2 separate regions of the Mus musculus genome follow, and region 1 is linked to region 2. The links are chromatin contacts, called in public HiChIP or PLAC-seq maps. All regions are on one chromosome and are shown on one strand. Each heading gives the region's core, a stretch centred on a gene start, on an enhancer-like site or on the middle of the called end of the contact. The rest is flanking DNA. Distances are from core to core; before and after follow the strand shown. Region 1 holds the start of 1700063H04Rik (RIKEN cDNA 1700063H04 gene). Region 2 holds the start of Iqsec3 (IQ motif and Sec7 domain 3).

Evidence for each region. HiChIP or PLAC-seq counts read pairs in DNA pulled down with a chosen protein or histone mark.
Region 1: an H3K27ac HiChIP or PLAC-seq map of embryonic stem cells shows a contact between it and region 2, with 6 times the contacts expected there. The contact joins the promoter of 1700063H04Rik here to the promoter of Iqsec3 in region 2. A contact is called at or near these places in 2 of 39 promoter capture datasets (embryonic stem cells and liver) and 1 of 115 datasets of contacts at active chromatin or transcription factors (embryonic stem cells).

The regions. Positions count from the first base shown.
Region 1 is chr6:122,389,800-122,396,579 of GRCm38.p6, reverse strand. It overlaps 1700063H04Rik (RIKEN cDNA 1700063H04 gene), which reads right to left and starts at 5,201. Exons shown (of 2, transcript NR_152109.1): 1 at 5,049-5,201; 2 at 3,893-4,556. RefSeq lists an enhancer at 257-3,975.
Region 2 is chr6:121,472,312-121,479,180 of GRCm38.p6, reverse strand. It overlaps Iqsec3 (IQ motif and Sec7 domain 3), which reads left to right and starts at 5,503. Exons shown (of 14, transcript NM_001033354.3): 1 at 5,503-6,156. The coding sequence starts at 5,618.

The DNA.
Region 1 (6,780 bases), core at 3,952-6,451, 920 kb before region 2:
CCCCCCTCCCTCCATCCCTCTGTATTTCCTCTCTCCTCTCTCTCTCTGCCCCTTCATTGCTACCAAAATGCCCATCTACACATCCCTCCTACAGCACCACCTGAAGCTTCCTGGTAGCCTTCCAGCAGCCAAGTAGCCTGGTGAGGCCAGACCCAGGAGGGGCTGGTGGACAAGTTCATTGATCCAAAAGATGCAAGCCCTGACCAAGAAATCATCTTCTCCTACTATGTGAGTTGGAAAATGAGGGCTTGTGAAAGGATGTTGAGAGGGAGGTCAGCCAGAGGTGAGAGACAGAGCCTGGGTGGAGATGAAGGGCAGGACATGTATGTAAGTGCAGAATTTTACAGACATGGTTAAAAGGCTAAAACATTGGAAAGCTGGGTATGGTGGTATAGACCTAGAATCCCCAAACGCAGGACGTAGAAGCAGGAAATCAGAAGTTCAGGGTTGTGGTAGTTTGAATAGGTGTGGTCCCTATAGACTCATGGGTTTGAACAAGCCCATGGGGGCCAGGGAGTGGGATGTATTGACTTGAATACGTTATTTTCCCACAGGGAGTGGTACTATTAGGAGGTTTGGCCTTGTTGGCAGACGTGTTTCACTGTGAGGATGTCTTTGGAGGTCTTCTCCTGTGCTCAGGTTCCACCCATTGCAGAAGAGAGACTCCTCCTAGCTGCCTAAGAATGCCAGTCTCTCCTGGCTGCCTTCAGATCAAAATGTAGAACTCTCAGCTCCTTCTCCAGCACCACGTCTACCTGCATGCTGCCATGCTTCCTGCTGTGCTTTCTATGATGATAATGGTCTAAGCCTCTGAATCTATAAGCCAGCCCCAGATAAATGCTTCCCTTTGTATGAGTTGCTTTGGTCATGGTATCTCTTCACAGCGATGGAAACCCTTAATAAGACAAAGGTCATTCTTGGCTACATAGGAAGTTCAAGGATAGCCTGGGCTACACAAGTCCCATCTCAACAAACAAGGAAACCCAGCTAGGCTTGTGGTCCTTGCCTGTAATTTCAGTATTAAGAAGGCAGAGGCAGAAGGATCGATTGCAAATTCAAGGTCAGATTGACGTTACTCCACATCCAATCTCAAAAAGCCAAAAGAATGAAAGGTTTTTTTTTTTTACTAAGTTTTTTTTTCCACTCAGCACACATTTAATCCTTAACACATACCTCAGTTACAAGTCACTGTGTGTCAGGAACCATGAAGACTGGATGCTGTCACGTGTTCAGTATTGGCACATACCTACTGGCAACTGTACTGCAGCATCTTGAAATAAAACAGGGCATGGGGGGTGAGGACTGAATGCAGAGTTTGAACAGAAACCCAGGATAGCTGTATAGGAAAACAAAATGAGAAATTAACCAGGAAAATGTTGCTGGCCGGAGCTGAAGGGAGGACGGTGAGGAGGAGGAGAGGGAGGGGGACTGTGGGACTCAGAAACAGTTTCATTCTGTAGTCCATCGCTCCGTGTTTTATTTGATTTGATTGTTGCTAGTGCTGAGGACTGATCTCAGTAAGCACTCTGCCACTGAGCTGTACTCCCAGTCCTTCACTGCCATGTGTATACACTACACACATAATACAATCTCTCTGTCTCTCTCTGTCTGTCTGTCGCTCTGTGTGTGTGTGTGTGTGTGTGTGTGTGTGTGTGTGTGTGTGTGTGTGTCTGGTGAGTATATAGAGACCAGAGGACAACTCTGTGAATTAGTTTTCTCCTTCAACCTTCCTGTGAGTTCTGGGGCCTTCCAGCCCTGGAACATTTATTTGTTTACTTGTTTGTTTGAGTCAGGGTTTCTCTGTGTAGCCCTGGCTGTCCTGAAATTGGCTCTATAAACCAAGTTAGCATCAACATCATAGAGTTCCACCTGCCTCTGCCTCCCCAGTGTGGGAGTTAAAGGCACGAACCACTATCACCCGTCTTCTGGACTATATTCTTAAAGCAAACTGAAAACTGGCATCCCTGGCAGCCTCATTAGGGAAGCACAACTCCAAATTGGTAGACAGAAAGCAGTGTGTAAAGACAAACAAGTTATTGGCCACTCATGGTGACAGAAGGAACTAGACTCAAATAAACCTTCAGAGGGGTGAGCAGGAGTCTTTCTGTTTCCTTATCTTCTCAATGTCTATGACATTCTCTCCTCTGGATCTTTCCAGTTGCTTCTGTCTTATCTCTGTCTCCAGCAAGCTAAAAACAAACGTCTCGACCCAGCAGAATGAGGAGAGGTGTGCAGAAGATAACAAGTCACAGTGACCATATAGACAGGGTTCTGAGAAGGGAGCGGGAGGCCAAGGGGTAACCGAGGGTGGGGACAGGGCCTGAGGAGCTCTGAGAGTCAGGCAGGCAGCTGAGAACTGGCAGTGGGCACTGGGTAGGATCAAGACTGCCAGCCTGCTGAGATAGAAGCCACCGGGTTCTAGATCCGGTGAGAGTACACAGGTCGTGTGTAGGAAGTAGCATTCTCCTCCTGAGAACCAGATGCCTGGTCAGCCCTGGACAGCCTAAGATCCATTTCCATCACATTGAACCACTGCATAAGGAAAAATTGGGAGGATGGATTTTAGCTGACTTATGCTATGAGAATTGTAAAATGATAAAACTTGGAGATCCTAGGAAAGTTCTAGAGAATGACCTGCCATGGGGGATCGCTTTTATGCTCTCTGGTCCTTTGTTTCTGCCCAACCTCTACTCTGGTTCTTAGCCAAGCCTCCACTTGGAGAACAGCGGTCATCAGGCCCTGTGGGCAGCCCCTGCCTCTGATAAGCACACAGCTGCTCGGTGAGGTAATGCACAGGCTCTGGAAACGTGCGTAGAGCTGCTGTTCGTGGTGAGATACAGACATAGCCCCTAGGGAGGCCCCAGAGGAAAGAAACTGACTTCTGAGCTTTGAGGGGTTTTCTGTCTCTTCATTAGTCACCAGGGAAAGGAAGTTCGCAGATGGAGGGGCAGAAACACCTGAGGGTTAAAGCGAAAGGTGAGTGCGTATGCGTAGTCTCAGGGAAAGCGATGCTTTACAATCCTAGATAAGAGTTCCTATGCACAGAGACAACTGGAGGAGAATGCTAACGATAAGGAGCGACTTCGAGGCAGTGTGGACCCCGAGGCCTCAGCAGACTGAGCAGAGCAGAGGTGTGTGTAGAATGGCTTGTGTAGGTGAACATGTGGCTCTTGTTTCCGCCATCTCTCTTCTATTTCCGGCCTGGAAGGCTCCTGCTCTCATTGACCTTCACCTCCAGACCGCCCCCGCCCCCTTCCCTCATCATCCACAGCCCATTTCCCAGCAGAGCTGTCACAGCTGACGAAATGCAGTTCTTCATGGAGATGTGCTCTGGCAATCAGGTGAGAGGGGAGTAGAGAAGAGTAAAAAAATGAGTTGGGCCAGAGCAGCGGTGGCGCACGCCTTTGGACCAAGCATTCGAGAGGCAGAGAGAGGCGAGCGGATCTCTGAGTTCGATGCCGCCCTGCTCTACAGAGCAACAGAACAAGGAAGCTTCAGGACGGCCAGGGTTACAAAGAAAAACCCTGTCAAGAAGGGGTGGGGGTGGAGGAAGGAGTTAGGTGAAGAGAAAGATCTCGTGTGTGTTCCGGAGTTGGAGGCAAAGCAAGTTCAGCGCGCAGTGTGGAGAGAGCATCAAAGTCGGTTGTCACACTGTACCTGCCGTTTAGAAAATCTTTGGTGTTTAGATCTATGCTGAAATCTCTTTCTCCACCACCCCCATCGTCCTCCTGGTCTCCCCCCTCCTGCTCCTCCTCCTCTTCCTTCTCCTTCTCTTCACCCCCCTCTCGACACCTCCTGAAGTCATGACAGAGCTAGAGGTGGATAAGATGATTGTGAGTTCAGGACTTTAAAGAATGGTCAAATTCTGAGGACCCAGTGACTAACGCTTGTAGAAAGCATAAACATCTTTATTTTTAATACATTTGTGGCTGAGCTAGCTAGACCTCATTGGGCACATTGACGCATCATTTGTTGGTCTCTATGGTCAGGACATGCACTTGAAAACTTTACTAGATGCCAAAGTCAAGAAGCCAGGAGATGGCAGTTGCTACCCTCCACTCGACAGCACTGCCACTCAGGGAGGTAAGCTGTGGGACCCTGGACCCTGAAAACCAGCTCTGCTCTCAGACCGAGTCTGCCACTTCAGATTGGTTCTGTGTCGTAGATGCAGGACATTTCCAGAATATCTCTCCAGGAAGAGCCTTTGAAGCCTGGATCCCGTATCTGTTCAGTCTCTGATCACAACTCTTTGTCCGTACTTCCCCGGTGGCCTTTCTGACTTCTCCTCTCCGTGGCGGTCCTTTTCTTTGTATGAGTGAGTTCTCTGGTTGGCTCTGAATTTCTTACCAATCTCCCAGATCATAATGGGAGTCTTGTTTTCCTGTATTTTCTTCTTAGCCTCGTCAGCAGATGGCGGTATTGCCCCGAAGGCTGGGTTGGCATCGCTATCGCCATCGCCCGCAGACAGAGGGCTCTCAGAGGACTCCAAGTCTTTCCCAGAGACCTGGCTGTGGGAATTGATTCCAGTAAGTTTCATGTAAGCGATGGGATAGAGTCTGCAGAAAAGTCAGAATCGTTTTTTTTGGAAAATCTCAGTGTCAGGAACTCCTCCCCCAGCCCCACCCCCGGAGAACAAACTACACATCCACGAAGCGCACGCACACTGCATGTTCACCCTAAGTCCACACTGATGCTTAAAAACACTGACTACGTTCCCATTTTTGACAAGCCAAGAGCCACATAATCGTGACACCCCACCAGCCACATAATCGTGACACCCCTTTTCTCGGGTGCGGACGCCTCTACTTTTCCTTTTGCAGATCAGTCCTCTCCAAGGCGCTGCTGCTCCCCCCACACCCAGCAGACCTAACTTAGATTCTTGGGGATCAGGGTGATCCAGGCCACAGTTCCCGGTGCCATCACTGAGCGGAAGGCTGTGACAGTCTACAACCTCCCATTCCAAAGGCTTCGCCTGGGCTGACTGCTTTCTGCCCACTCTTGGTTGACCTGACGCTGCTTTTACTCAGTCATTCGTGGGGAATCCTTACTTCCACCGTCTTCAGTTATCTAAAGGACTGCATCGGGATGAGAATGGGGATACTAGAAGCTGTGCAGCCCTGGAGTCTCGGGCCCACACCACAAGGCTGTCCCTAAATTGGAAGCATACGGGACTTCCCTGGGAGAGGCCATGTTGGCGTCTCAGGCCCCGAGTTTCCCTAGCACTATCTTCTATGCTCACACCACCCTTCTCTCTCCACCCCTGCCCCCTCCCACCTCCCTTCTTTCCTTCCTTCCTTCATATGTAAGTTGAGCACACGGCTTCAAGCCCCCTAACCAAACGCTCTACTTTTTTGTTTGTTGGTTTTAATTTATATTATTCTTGGACAGTTCCATACATGACTACATTTTTATCGTTCCCACCTCCCGTTATCCTTTCTCATCCCATTCCCACCTCCCAGCCTGCTTTTTATTTTGAGATGGAGTCTCCACAAAGCTGCTTCCACTGGCCTTGAACGCACTCTGTAACCCAGCCGGGATTTGGGTTCGAGCTCCTGACCCAGCCTGCTGAGGAGTGTTTACAGGCCCGTGCTGTCATGCTCCACTTTCCAGAACTTTATCTCTTTAATCATTCGGGTTCAGACTCACGTGATCGTGAGTGCCCGTAGACTCATGGCCAGATTATCTGGCCTCCAGCTGCCTGTGCGCTGATGGTGCAAAGACCTGTCAAGCTGGGGAAGCGAGGGCTGATGGGCTGGGAAGCCGGCAGGCTTGGAGACCTCCCTCCATGTTTCCTGCTCCATGTGCTTGCTTCTGCTTTCCTCCCGTTTATTTCCCTCTCTCCTTTCCTTCCGAGGCTATGTGGTAAGTAAATGAGCAAAGACTCAAAAATGATGTCCAAACAAATCCATCCAACCTGGAATATCCTGAGGGTGAAAGGAGAGCTTTTGGTACTTATGACAGGACAAGGACTCACCACAGGACAGGTAACTAGTCTGCTTTAATGTGTTTACCCATTTTTAAAAATATTTTTTATTTATTTATTTTTTTTATATGTAAGTACACTGTAGCTGTCTTCAAACACTCCAGAAGAGAGCATCAGATTTCGTTAAGGATGGTTATAAGCCACCATGTGGTTGCTGGGATTTGAACTCAGGACCTTTAGAAGAGCAGTAGGCGCTCTTAACCACTGAGCCATCTCACCAGTCCTACCCATTTCTTAAAAAATATTTTGTAATAGTATCTTCTAGTCTCCTGTTGTAATTGTTGTCTCTGAGGCTTACTGTGTTAACTTAGGCCTAGTCCTGGAAGCTTCTAGCCTCTGTATAGTCTTATCTAGGCCTAGAATGTTTCCAACCTCTGAGACTTACTGCTGAGTGAGCTCACCCTTTCTTTTTTCTGTGGGAAGCCGTTGCAGAGTGGCAGTTGCAGAGTGGCAGTTGCAGAGTGGCAGTTGGCTACTGCTGGCCACCACACATACATAGGCAGTGAAGGTTCTTTTGCCAAGACAAGTTAACCAATCAGATGTGAGATACACCTCTCCTAGGCCTATGTAAGCAGCGCCAGTTCTGGGCTCAGGGTCTTTCGCCTCTACAATCAAGCTCTCCCAATAAACGTGTGCAGAAGGATCCTGTTGCAGCGTCGTTCTTCCTGGCCAGTCGAGCGCGCGCAAGATTTTTCTTTTTCTTTTTTTTTTTTTTCTGAACTCTATTGAACCAACTGAATTGCTCTGCTTGACCTCAAGCCAACTCTGGCAGTATGTTCTAATCTTCTGGCTTCTTC
Region 2 (6,869 bases), core at 4,254-6,753:
TAGAGAATAAATAGATAGAGAATAGATAGATAGATAGATAGATAGATAGATAGATAGATAGATAGATAGATAGATAGATAATAGATAGAGGATAGATAGATAGATAAATAGATAGATAGATAGATAGATAGATAGATAGATAGATAGATGATAGAGGATAGATAGATAGATAGATAGAGAATAGATAGATAGATAGAGAGAGAGAGAGAGAGAGAGAGAGATAGATAGATAGATAGATAGATAGATAGATAGATAGATAGATCATAGTATCCTCAGAAGGAGAGCTAATACTCCTTCACTGCTCCACTCAGAGAATGAAGGTGGGGGGTGCTTTACATCCTTGAAAGGGCTTGTAGCTTGGGTGTGCACACTTCGGGAGCATACAAATCAGCAGGGAATGTAACTAACATGTAGGTTTGGGCCATGGGCAATAAGCCAAAACCCGAGACTGCACTTGTCTTCCAGCTATTGACCACTATAAAAACATATCTAGTATGCACGGATGTTTAAAAACCAGCTTTCTGGCTAGCAGCTCAGAGCTAGGTATGCTTTCTGAAAAAGCCAAGCAGAGTAGGTGGTCCTCTCATCACCTGGACAATCTGATTGGAGAACCATTAAGGCTGTAATGATGAAGCAAATGAAAGCAGAACACATGAGTTTCTCTGGGCGAAGAATACACAGGGTAGCATGAGGTCAGTGCAGGGTAGAAAGGCAATATGTTGAACTTATTGAAATGCACCATCAAGGATGAGTGAAGAGAGAACAAGATGTGCTGTGTAGTATTTTGTCAACTTGAAAAAAAAACTAGAGTTATCTATGAAAAGGGGACCTCAGTGGAGAAAATGCCTCCTTTAGACTGACCTGTAGGCAGATCTGTGAAACATTTTCTTGATTATTCATTGATGTGGGAGGACCCAACCCAATGTGGGCAGTGCTGCCCCTGGACAGGTGGCCCTAGCATATATATATATATACATACACATACATACAAACAACCTGGTAGAGCAAGCTACAGAGAGCAAGCCAGCAAACAGTATTGCTCTGTGGCCTTTGCTTCTTTCTTGCCTCCAGGTTCCTGCCTTGAGTTCCTGTCCTCACTTCCTTTCATAATGTTCTATAACTGTAAAATGAACTAGGCTCTTCCCTCCACAAGCTGCATATGATCCTGGTGTTTATCTCATCAATAAAAAGCAAAACTAGGACAGTAGTAGAGAAAGACCTCCAGAAACTGAAGCATCCCCTTTGAATCTGCTGACAAATGTCAACAGCACCAGGGACAGAGACACAGCTCTGTGCTGTCACTTACAGAGGCCAGAGGAGGTCGTTAGCTGTCCTAGGAAACTCAACTCAAAGAAACTGATCCCTGGTTAGATGCAGAAAAGAATTTCAGGACAAACCAGTATGAGGCAGAGTAGAAGTTTATTGTTTAAAATAGGAGGGGGGGATAATAGAATAGAATACACCTGAGAGCATGGGTGTGGTGAGAAAGGGCATAGGCATGACTTCTTAGGGAAAGATTACCATTTATTAAAAAACTTTTTTCTTTCTCTTTCTCTCTTTCTTTCTCTCTTCCTTCCTCTCTTTCTTTCTCTCTTTCTTTCTCTCTTTCTTTCTCTCTCTCTCTCTCTCTCTCTTTCTTTCTTTCTTTCTTTCTTTCTTTCTTTCTTTCTTTCTTTCTTTCTTCCTATCATAGATTCTAAGCACAATGACTACGAGAAAGAGAGATTTTTCTCTGGGGAAAGAAGAAGACATACTCAAGTGTGGGCATGGACCTCAAAAGAGAAGTCTGTAGTGGAAACCAACTATTTCACTCTAATGTTTATCCTAGGTTCCATGACTCTGCTATCATATCTAGAGTAAGCATTAGAAATAAAGAGTTGCTTTCCACTACAGAAGTCATAATTGTCTTAAAACTAACCATATATACCATGTTGGTAACTATTAAGCTAAGTCTTAAAGGGATACTCTTTTTAGTAAGTGAAATTATGGGGTGGCTCTGGAGGTATCTTGCTTTGGTTATAATCTGGTAAGGGTGAACCAGAAGTCACTGAAATTGCATCAGGGGGTTAGAAAACACCATTTAACTATAGAGGGGGTTTCTGACAAGATTTCCACAAATTTTCAAATTTTTATCTGGAGAGAGAGAAAGGCCTTCATGAAATTTTACTCCTGGTGTTGGACTCCTTGATTCTCAGTTGACAAAAGGCTTCAACAAGATTCCTAGGTGAGGAGTTCCTTTCACCCCTTACCTTCTATCTTTCTATCCCACCTCATGGTTACTAACCTGGAATGCACACAGTGGGACTCCATAACAAGGAGTACAGTGGGACCACTCTGAGCACTGCTGGGCTGTGAATTGAACACTTTAAACTCTCTCTCTCTCTCTCTCTCTCTCTCTCTCTCTCTCTCTCTCTCTCTCTCACACACACACACACACACACACACACACAGTGGAAGAGATGGCACAGAGTTCAGCCCTTAGTAGGAAAGATGAATTAGCTCTAGAGTGGTCATCCTCCTAGACTTGACCTATCAAAGCTCAAAATGAAAGCAGACCCAAGAAATCTATCTACCTGCTAGGACAAAAAAAAAAAAAAAAAAAAAAACAAAAAACAAACAAACAACAACCAAAAAAACAGTGCTCTTAAAGGAAAAATAACAGAATGTGGACTTAGTGAAATCACAGTCAAAATGTAAAGCATTTGCTACACATGTAAAGGGACAGGAAAAGGAAAACCCAAAATAAGAGAAAACAAGCAGAGCGAAGAAAGAAATTGGAAGAATATTTTTAAAAAAAGAAATAGATGAAATTTATACAGTTGAATCTTCAAGCTGTAACAGAGAAAATTAAAAAACTGAGAACATGACACCAGAGACTCAATGACCTATAGAGAAACATTAGACAATCTAGAGAGTTTATGTTTGAACTCACTGATGCTTAGAACTTCTGCAATATACATCTGCTGGGAAGCCCATCCAGTATAAATTTCATTTCAGATATTACATTCCTAGGGGGTGAAACACTGCTTATAAATTCCATTTAGTTATTTTTTTTGTAAAATCACATTTCTTGCCCCATTGTGTTCATATATATCTTTAAGCCCTTAAACATATTTAGAGCAGCTGTCTCCAGACCGCGCCTGCGGATTCGGCTCCCCGTCATTCACTGTGTTTCTGCTTTTCTCCTTCTTTGAGTCATGATGGGAGTAAGAATGGGCATAAACTTCTCGTCCGAAAATGCAAGCCACGGACCCAGGAACTGTGCTTGCAAGTACTGAAAGAAAATAAAAGTCGGCCCAGAACTAAACCCAGAAAAAAGAAACCCTGGAAAGGAGAGAAACCGGAGGCCTCAGCACAGCTGCTGGGAACCAAAGCACAACCACTGGGCAAGGTCACTAGGAAGTTTCATCCTAATTTAAACAATCCGGAATTCCAATTCTAGATTTTTACTCTTGACAAAGCATCTCCACCGGTCCTCTGGTAACAATAGACGCTTATTCTATACAGGCAGAGCAGACTGCTGATAACAGTGTTTTCATTACTACACAGCCCATTTTCCCTGTGCAGTGAGCTCAGTGAACTTTTCTTTCTTAAAATAAAAGCGCTACTTCTCTGCTCTCATGTAATTCTGTAACTGCAAGTTCATGCCTGGATGGCCTGTGATTCCGAGGTTTATTTCTTTCTGAGAGTTAAGAGTTATTGTATAACTTGCTTGTGCAGATGCTGGACTGTGACTTCATGTGTGCATAGTGCTTTCTGCTGAAATAGTTATGTGGGGTTTTTCAGGAAAAATAATGAGTCTGAGGAAAATAATAAAAAGGCTTTTGATTATGTATCATTGTATAACAAGGAAGTGTGTAACCAATAAAGACTGCAGTGAACGAGAGAGAGAGAGAGAGAGAGAGAGAGAGAGAGAGAACCAAAAGCTGTCTCCGAGCTCAGCTTCAGAACAACAGTGAGTCACTTGTCAGCTTGCACCTGCAAAAAAAGAAAAAAGTGCTAAACAACAAAAATGTCCACCAACAGCATCAGCAAATAAAGGAAGAAAAAAAAAAAAACTATGCTATGTCTGTTGTTGATACCACTCCAAAATAAAAAAGAAATTAATGGTATTTGTAACGGAATGGAGGGACCACATACATATCAGACACAAGCAAGTATACATTATGTGACTTCGTTAATATTAGATTCCACAACAGGCAAAACTAATGTGTGTTTAGAGGAAGCAGATGAGTGCTTAGCTGGGGCTGGGGACAAGAAGTTGAACAGAGCAGAGGGGTGCTTATTACACGTAACAGTTTTTTTGTTTGTAGTGATGAGCGATCGGGTGTATACTGTCAAAATCCACGGAGCTGTGTAGTCAGAATGAGCGCACACTGTTGCATATGAATTATTACTCCAAATACCCTGAGACCTCATTTCTAGAGAAAAATCTAGCCCTAGCAGCCTTCCTGCCTTAATTTTCCTCCTGGCTGACCTAGTATAATGCTGCATCTAGTGGATGTTATGTGCAAAAACTGAAAAATTAACAGATAATTCCATGTTGATTCATGTCTCTGAGCTTCCAGGAAAACCCCTCCCTCCTCAAATGTTAATTCTTCCAAGAAGCATTCCGGAGATCCCCAGACTGGTGACTCCTACAACACTCTGATCACAGCTCTGTCTTACTCCCACCTTTCAAAATTAATTATTAAGTCTTTGATCCACTGCTTATAAGCTACAAGAAGCCAACAAATCCATCCTGGTAGTTTTTATTATATCATCTCCTAGTCCAGTATTTACTAATTGCATGTGCTTCCTAACTGTCAAAAAGAATGGTTGCTTCAGAAGGTTCTGGAAGCGGGAACCTCAGAGGTTCTATTTGGTTTCTGTTCCTGTCAGAGAGGTCCAAAGAGCCATGAGATCTCATTTCCAGAGAAAAATCCCTGCATGTGCAGCCTTCCTGCCTTAACTTACCCCCGCCAGAACTAAGCAACAGACACACGCCTTGTTCTCTAGGGTCTCATAACTGTTCACGGACATCCTACAGAGCAAATTGTTGAGCATCAAAAAGGCAGGTGTGTCTCCTCCCTAGAAGGTCTTAAAAATGGGCCCTGCCTCTGAGGTGCCTAGATACAGGAAAACGTGACTGTGACCTTTTAGAGCTGGGTGCCTGTACTTCTCTATGTCTTTGGCAGCTTCCTTTATTCTTCATCTTTCTCTGGCGGCTTCCTTTTTGTCTTAGTTCTATAGCACTTTCCCAGCGCTTCTGCTTGGGTTGGCTCTTCCTTCTTCCCTGGTAGGACTGATCTCCATCCTGGATTTTCATAGAGTATTTTGCTCGACCCAGCCTCTTCCCCTCTGCTCCCCATCCCCACCCGCCTCTCCTACGCCCCCGCGGGAAGCAGGGTTCCTCACGAAGCCCAGAGGTGGGAGGTGGGCCCTGGCGCCGGTCCGCCCCTCAGTGCGTGTGCGAATGCCTGTGTGGCGGTGACGCGCAGGCGACGGCGGGAAGGGGAGGGAGAGAGAGGGAGGGAGGCCACCGACCGCCAGAGCTGCTGGGCTGCTGGGCTCCTGCGCGCTCACGCTCCCCGCCGCCCGCCTAGGCGCAGGCAGGGCGCAGGCGGCGGCGGGCGGCATGGAGAGCCTGCTGGAGAACCCGGTGCGCGCCGTGCTCTACCTCAAGGAGCTCACGGCCATCGTGCAGAACCAGCAAAGCCTCATCCATACCCAGCGCCAGCGCATCGATGAGCTGGAGCGGCGTCTAGACGAGCTGAGCGCGGAGAACCGCAGCCTGTGGGAACACCAGCAGTTGCTGCAAGCCCAGCCTCCGCCTGGGCTGGTTCCCCCGCCGCCGTCTGCCCCACTGCCTGCTCCTGCAGTCACTGCTCCGGCCGCCGCTGCGGCCCAGGAACCGCTTCAGGACCACGGACAGCTCATACCCGCTTCACCGGAGCCGCCGCTTCAGCACCACGGTCAGCTCCTGGCGCAGCCCCAACCTGCACCCAGCAGCAGGGTTCAGACTCCTCAGTCGCCCCACCAGCACCCGGTGGCACCCGGGGCCATAGCTGACAAGGAGAAGGAGCGTCCCTCGAGTTGTTGTGCTGCCGCGGGAGCCCTGCTTCAACACGCATCCCCCGCCGCCCTCGGCAAGGGCGTCCTGAGCAGGAGACCCGAGTGAGTGGGGACAAGGAGGTGGGAGAAGCAAGTGGGTGTGAGGAAATGGGAAATCTGTGTGTAAGAGTGAAGGACTTGAGCACTGTGAAGTGAAGCGGGCAAAAATGCCTTGGGTAAAAAAATGTGTCAAGGAGAGTCCCGCAAAGGAGGGCTTGAGATCCGCGTTGGAAGGTCTGTGGTGGTTGGAGCCAAAGGAAGTATTTGGACCATCTTTGGAGCAAAAAATGAGAGGAATGGGCTTTAACTGGTTGGGGATAATGATAACTTCCAGAAATTAAGGGAGATAAAATTGGGAGGAAGTTGGGGGCAAAAAAATTAAGCCAAAGCAGGGGACCATTGAAGGATTTAAGCTAGGAAAAATTCGGAAGTGAGTTTGCATAGTACAACTGTTTAAATAAAGAGTGAGACACCAAAACAGACTTGATCAGGAAGTTTAAGCGCTTTATAGGGGCTGGGGTCCAGCAGCAAGGATTAGAGTGGGTAGGATAAAGCAAAGGACAGGAGGTGGGGGGGGAACGGGAACAGGCAGGGGAGCTGGATACAGGAAGATGAATGGTGGGAGACAGCGCTGCCCAGGGGAAGGAGCTGGCTCTTTATCTGATGCAGTGGGAGTCAGAGCCAGGAGTGGCTCACTTGGGAAAGCTTTCTCCCTTCTGACCCAAGTGAACATCTTTATGCTGAGCCTCTATAGTGCCAAGGCATACGCAGAAACA